2 separate regions of the Nomascus leucogenys genome follow, and region 1 is linked to region 2. The links are chromatin contacts, called in public Hi-C maps. All regions are on one chromosome and are shown on one strand. Each heading gives the region's core, a stretch centred on a gene start, on an enhancer-like site or on the middle of the called end of the contact. The rest is flanking DNA. Distances are from core to core; before and after follow the strand shown. Region 1 has its middle 97 kb from the start of B3GNT2. Region 2 overlaps B3GNT2 (N-acetyllactosaminide beta-1,3-N-acetylglucosaminyltransferase 2).

Region 1 (3,522 bases), core at 186-2,685, 88 kb after region 2:
GTCCTCTAGGCTCTTCCCACTGAAGAGGTAGAGAAACTTTCAGTCACTTTGAAACTGAAAGTTGCCTAATCTGGGGTCCTTTAAGGACTGCCGTCTCCTCTATATTCCCACATTTCTCCTGGCTGTTGTCCAGGGCTCTCCAGATTTCTCTGAAGGCCCTGAGCTGCCTGCCACCTGCCAGAGTCCCTGCTACCTGGCGATTACATTTGCCAAGGCAGAAGGCTTCTTGCCTCCTCAGTGTGAGCCCCACCACAGCAGCAGCCCCACTTCAGCTCCCCGTGAGAAGTTCCAGCTCCCCGTGAGAAGTTCCACCAGCAGGGACCCTCTCTTGTTTTGTTCAAACTCTGCTTGTCCCCAGCTGATGTACTGGGGGGAGCCTAGAACCCAGGGAGGGCAGGTTGCTGAACTGACCCTCTGCCCTAGCCAGTGTCTGAGGTGGATGCTCTTTCAATGGTCACTTTTTCTGGCTCAAGCCCATGATAGGAATGCCAGGAACCCACCAAGGGGGAATGAGGTCTCCCAGGATCCTTCTTTGCCCTGTCCAGACATTCAGGCCACAGAGCTGTCACCCCGGTTCCTACCCATACCATCATGTCAGTGGTCTGGGGCTTTCTTGACAATTGTGAACAGAGTTAGGGGTCTGGAGAAAGGGGAGCAGCTGTATTCCTGCCCTCTGCCATCCTGGTCCCCCACTTACCAGTGAGTCCAGGTCTGGGAGTAGAGGCACCTGGGGCACAGGATTGGGAATGAAGCATGAGAAGGGCATGGAGGAGGGAGGGCAATGAGAGCTTCCCTTCCTTGAACTGTGCCTGGTGAGGTGTGAATCCAGTGGCCCAGGGCAGGGATTGGGCGGCTGCCAGAGAACAGTAACCAGAGGAGCTGCAGGATACCCGCCCACCCTGTGGGCATGGGAAGCAGGCTGGGGCAGGCTGAAGGTCAGGCAGGATGCCCCCACTGGTGGGTGGCTGAGGAGGGTCTTCTTGTTGGCAGCACTGTTGGCCTAGCACTGTGGGGAGGCAGCCAGGGAAACAGAAACCACAGTTCACAGCCCTGACGCAGGCCCTGGGCCCACTGGCTGGAGAAGCCTGAATTATTAACCTCGGGAGAGGCCAGCTGGCATGAAGGCCAAGGGGACTGAATTGACTCCTCCCAGCTCCGTTCAGTCACCTAGGAGGTGAAGAATTCAGCAAGCCCTGGTTCTGGTTGCCCCAATGTGACCAGCTCTGTAAACAGGGAGCCTGGCTGGTCTGGCACAGGCTGCAGCCAGGGCTGTTTGGCCCCCGCCTCCTACAAGCTCCTCCTGGATTTCTCAGGGCCGTGGCCTTTTGTTTACAGGCTCCCGCCTCACCTTCCTCTCCCAGCCCCGAGCCTCTCTGCTGAGCACATTTTTAGCATTCCCTCAGAGCAGCTTTGCTTTTCCCCTTCCCACAAAAGAAGACCCTGCAGCTGCAGACACGCTGTGGTTTCCAGAGCCTCGGCTGTCATGGGGACAGTCACCAGGGTCCACCTGCACTCAGATGCTGTCCTGGGGGAACTGGCTGGCAAAACCCCTTCCACCCAGCTGGAGGGGTCCGGAGGAGGCCAAATCCACTCCCACATCTGCTCTGGGCTAGCTTTGGAGTTCCCCTCTGAGCAGACAGGGCTAATGTGTCCCATTTCCAATGACTGAAAAAGAAAGGTCGAGGGGCTGGGCGCAGTGGCTCATGCCTGTAATCCCAGCACTTTGGGAGGCTGAGGCGGGTGGATCACCTGAGGTCAGGAGTTCAAGACCTGCCTGGCCAACATGGCAAAATCCCATCTCTACTAAAAATACAAACATTAGCCCGGTGTGGTGGTGTGCGCCTGTAATCCCAGTTACTCAGGAGGCTGAGGCAGGAGAATCTCTTGAACCTGGGAGGGGGAGGTTGCAGTGAGCTGACATCATACCACTACACTCCAGCCGGGCGACAGAGCAATACTCTATCTCAAAAAAAAAAGAAAAAGAAAGGCCGAGGGACCCACCTGAAGTCATGGCAGTTGGAATAGTGCCCATGAAACCTAGAGGGAGAGGCCAGGTCCCAGGCTGTGCCACCTGCCATGGATCTGGAACCCTGGGGCAAGAATGAATCTGGTGGGTCTGAGGATGATCTGGGTCGTCTGTGGATCCAGACAGCCCTGTCTGGTTTTCTTTCCTGCTGTCTTTTCTATGAACGCCTATATTTTGCAAAACCACTGATGTCCCGCTAGGACGCAGGCCAGCTAGCTTCCTTAGGACCACAGGACATCCCTGGGCCTCTCCCTTCTTTGATAGCTCAGCTCACTATTTCCTCCCTGGGGACAGCTGTGGGCCTCACATTCCCGTTTCCTTTCCCCTGGGAAATAGGAATGGGAAAATTGTCCAAGACTTGAAAATGGAGCAGAGATTCCTGCAGGTCCTTTGAGTCATGTCAGCTTTGGGCGTTGTCTGGCAGGCCTGTCCGAGGAATTACCTGACTTTCTAGGGGTGTAGACCTTTGTCTAACGTGCTATTTACTACTCATTAGGTTATTTTACAACTTTATGACAAAGGCATAGGAAACTGACAGGGTGCAGGCTTGTTTTATAGTGACACAAATAAAAGTATTTTAGTCAAAAGGCCAGGGAGGACACTCATTCTATTTTATGGAATGAAGTATTGCCCCATAAAAAATTGTAAAAACAAAGGAAAAGGGGGAAAAAAAGGCTAAGTCCGGGCGCAGTGGCTCACGCCTGCAATCCCAACACTTTGGGAGGCCGAGGTGGGCAGATCACCTGAGGTCAGGAGTTTGAGATCAGCCTGGCCAACATGGCAAAACTCCCACATCTCTACTAAAAATACAAAAATTAGCCAGGCATGGTGGTGGATATCTGTAATCCCAGCTACTCAGGAGGCTGAGGTGGGAGAATCGCTTGAACCTGGGAGGCAGTGGTTGCAGTGAGCAGAGATCATGCCATTTCACTCCAGCCTGGGCAACAGAGCAAGACTCCATCTTAAAAAAAAAAAAAAGAAGAGAAAGAAAGGCTAAGGTTTTATATAAAGTGATTTAACAATATTACTTTAATATTCTTTTCTTCAGTGATTGTAACTATTTTGATGTCTCTTACATTTTTTTTTAAAACAGCTCTATCATCCTGCTGTTTCTCTCACTGATTAGTTAAACACTTTTTAGATACATGTTCATTCTATATTTGTGTGAAAGCCATGTTTTAAAATTTAATTTTGAAAAATTAACATCTGGCAAAATTGAGGGTTTTCTTCATTTACAGTTCTACGAATTCTAACCCATATATAGTTGCATACCTGCTACCACAATTAGGATGCAAAACAGGTCCATCATCCCCCTAAAAAACTCCCTTGGGCCATCCCTTACAACCATGTTTTTGACTTTTTGAAAATGACTCTTTCAAAGGATGCAGAGGGTTGTCAGTGACTCGGGAGTTATGGGTGTGCCCGTCTTACCAATCCCCACAGCCTTGCCTGTGGAGACGCCCTATCTGTCCCCCTCTGTCAAGCCCAGGGAAAGG
Region 2 (3,608 bases), core at 287-2,786:
GGTGGGGTAGACATGGAGGCCAGCAGTATTGGGTGCCCTAGAAAGTCAGGAGGGCGCAAGGACTGCAAAGATTCTAGAAGGTGAGGGGGATTGGGAGGGTCAAGGCAGGACAGATGGGCATGACAAGGAACATGTGCCTGGAGCCTTTGGAGAGGGAGAGGCTGAAGATGGGGGAAATAGTGGAGATTGCTATTGGTGCAAGACCCCAGAAGCAGCAAGAGCTGTCACAGGGAGTGGAGATCCTGGGAGTGGGGGGTTGGGGACTGGCTGAGGTAGAGAACTTGAAGTAGGTTTTGGTCCCAGAGCTGACATCAAATGTCTTTGTAACTATGGCAACCCACTTAGCTCCTGTTTCCCACCACCCTGCAAAATAGCATGAAACCTGCACAGCCAACTTCACATGTTTATTATTGGAATCCATTGAACTCATGAATATGAAAGTGTTAATACTCTGGGAAGATATTTCTATGGACCATAAACTTGCTGCAGTTTATTTGTGCTTCAGAATTTTTTTCGAGACAGAATTTCCCTCTTGTTGCCCAAGCTGGAGCGCAGTGGCATGACCTTGGCTCACTGCAACCTCTGCCTTCTGGGTTCAAGCAATTCTCCTGCCTCAGTCTCCTGAATAGCTGGGATTACAGGCATGCACCACCACGCCTGGCTAATTTTGTATTTCTAATAGAGACAGGGTTTCTCCGTGTTGGTCAGGCTGGTCTCGAACTCCCAACCTCAGGTGATCCACCTGCCTCAGCCTCCCAAAGTGCCTGGTAGAAATTTTTCTAATTGTTTATTTTCTTTGAGAAGCACTTAACATCCAACTGGTTCTCCAAAGTACTTCTTTTTTGAGTCTTGATCAGGGAATAACACAATTCTGGGGAGTTTTATGTGCACCTGTGTGTTTTTAACCCTCCAGATCTGGCTCTAGATTGTTCACTAGCAAGCCAGATGATATTTTCAGATTCAAATATATTTGTCTAATGAAAGGGTCGAAGTGTTACAAATGTTATCCTTTCTAAATAGTCAACATTTGGAACTAGTGAGATGTATTTTTACCTTTATTATTTTATGGTTGTATTTGAAGCTTGTTTATAAGGAACTTATGTAACTTTATTCTTGAGATGCAGCCATTATATTTTTCTTCTTTTCCTTTACCACATAAGGAATTATTTCCTTCAAATGAACTTAAAATATCTCTCATGAATACTCCTATTTTTAACTGAATATTTCTTTTTTTAAAAAAACTTTTATTTCTCAAAGTTCTGATGGATCGTCTTTTTTTTAACTCTATATAATGGAAATTTTCAAACAAGTGCAGATACAGAGAATGGTATCATGAAGCTTCAGGTAGCCACCAGCGGCTTCAGGGTGATGATTCTTTATTTTCCTCTCTACCCCACTCACGACTAAGGGCCCATGGGCACCATCCAGAGAGGGAGAGAGAGGAGGTCACACTGGACCACAGAATGTGCAGTCATCAATTTAGAGATAGTGGAGGCTGGGGGAGAGGTTGGATGCCCCCAGGGAGAGTGAGAGGCAGACCAGGGAGATTGGAAGCCCGTGGCATTGGGATTGCTGTGGTCCCTGGTCCCTCCACATATGTGATCATCTACGGTATATGAAGGGAACGTGCAGAGACTCGCTTAAAACTGAGGTGACTTAAATTGCTTAGTAAAAGAGGCCCAGTGTCTAAGCAGTTCAATAGGGTGCCCACATACTGAGCAAACGTGTTCTCTTTTTACCGTGGTGACAAAAACTTTTCTTGGCAGGTGGCCAGAGAAAGCTATGTTACTATTGCACTTCTTTAAATATTGAAGCAAGTCTTGGTTGAAGGCCTGAATGATGCCTCCCCTTATATAGAACATTTGGATAAAAGGCCAAAGTGTTACTTTTTTTGAGGATACGTATTTTAAAATGTATATGGTTTATTTTGATATTTAAAAAGAAACAACTTGAAAAGAACAGTCCTGAAACACTTGTCAGTAAGGTGTTGGGATTTAACCAGCCTTTGAGAAAGGGAGAAGAGGCGGGACAGGAATCCGAGACGGAGCACGGAGCAGGGAGCTGGTTTGCTTGTTTGCCACCTTGCTCTGAAGTTGCCACCCAGGGTCACACGTCACTAGAAGTGTTGTCCTCTGGGAGGAGGATGATCTCTGACTGTGGAGAAGAGGCAGCATCCTAGAGGGAGCCCAATTTAACTGGATGCTCAGTGTGAGAGGAGGAGCGCTGGCACTTAGCGGCTGGGTGCTGTGGGCGGGGCCTGCCAGCCCTTGGCTGTCATTTGCCACCTGAGGAACAGGCTGCTTAGTTCCAGCCTCCCGGCTCACCTGGAACCATTTCTCCTGGGAAGCATCATAGCCAAGAGAGTGGATTCCAGGCGGTGAGGGCTTGGTACTCCTTTTGGGGGATCCTGAGTGCCAGGAGGAGAGGATGAAATCGATGGAGTGGGGGAATCGAGGCTGTCCTCATGGAGGAGGAGACAGGATTTGAACCTGGGCCTTCAAGGATGGGGGTAAAGATGGAGAGAAGCAAGATAAGGGACGTTTTAAGCCAGGAGAAACCAGGCTGAGCAGAGGTATGGGTGGGGAGGATAGTAGTTGTTGTTAAGGGGTGCTGGTGTCTAGAGGCCTCCGGGAGGGGTTTTAGGGGTGGCCTGCCTGGATCAAGGATCAGCTTGGATGTGCTCAGCGAGAATGGGGATGCCCATTTCCCTCCATGCAGCTCTGGGCTGGCGGCGGCCCATCTGGATTCTTAGTTCCTGCCCTCTCCCGCTACTTTTTCTGGGAACATCAGACAACTTTCCGATCCAGTGAGCCAGTTTACTTCTCTGTGAAATGAAGACACCTCAGTCACCACTTGACTGTGTATCCAGTTGCGCCCATGGCATATAGACAAGCCCTCACTCAGCTAATGGGTGGGCACTAGGTGGGCAGTGGTTAATTTGTTTTATTATAAGGAGTGTCCTTGATACCTTTATCTCATTTCTCTATTTTTTTTCCCTTCCCCAAAGTATCATACCATGCACTTTAATCCAATATTATTTTTATGTATTTTTTATTCTTGTGGAGACAGGGTCTCTCTATGTTGCCCAGGCTGGCCTCGAGCGATCTTCTCACCTCCACCTCTCAAAGCACTGGGATTACAGGTGTAAGCCACTGTGCCTGGCCTAGTACAACATTATTTAAAAATCTCTACACATGCCTATTCTGCAGAACTTTCTGCACTCTTTGTGCCTCCTTTTGGAAGAGCGAGTCAGGCAGCTCTCTCCAAGCTGCTCCCCTACAAGACTCCAGATGGATAAGCCAAGGAGTCCTGCAGTCTGAAGTTGTAGTGCCTCACTTTCTGGTGTCCCCTTCACTGTAACCAAGGGCATATTCTCTTTTAAGAAAATGTGTCACTGGAAACCTTCATCCTAACTACCAAGAAATTGAGACTTCCCAAAGCAGTTTATTAAATTACTTAAAATACAATGAATGTCATTGGTATAATTGTAAATATTTATTGAAGTTACAAAAGGTTATTTTTAATATGCTATATGTAATCTCAAGTTGCAGCATGTTCAAACAATGCTTTTCTGATTTTGAGGTTATATTTTTATTTTGGAAGGAAGA

What was found. Hi-C and Micro-C count contacts between places; a contact is called where the count stands out from the background.
Region 1: a contact with region 2 is called in a Hi-C map of a lymphoblastoid cell line, with 2.6 times the contacts expected there. The contact joins two enhancer-like sites. A contact is called at or near these places in 2 of 4 Hi-C or Micro-C datasets (a lymphoblastoid cell line and an unstated tissue).

What each region holds. Positions count from the first base shown.
Region 1 is chr14:26,816,001-26,819,522 of Asia_NLE_v1, forward strand. No RefSeq gene overlaps it. Among named protein-coding and RNA genes, the nearest start is that of B3GNT2, 97 kb to the left of the region's middle. Within about 2 kb of position 1,436, the one cell type or tissue checked has an H3K27ac peak away from gene starts, as active enhancers do. A contact at or near this core is called in a lymphoblastoid cell line, where this site is marked.
Region 2 is chr14:26,727,960-26,731,567 of Asia_NLE_v1, forward strand. All of the region lies in intron 1 of B3GNT2 (N-acetyllactosaminide beta-1,3-N-acetylglucosaminyltransferase 2), which reads left to right. Among named protein-coding and RNA genes, the nearest start is that of B3GNT2, 9.2 kb to the left of the region's middle. Within about 2 kb of position 1,537, the one cell type or tissue checked has an H3K27ac peak away from gene starts, as active enhancers do. A contact at or near this core is called in a lymphoblastoid cell line, where this site is marked.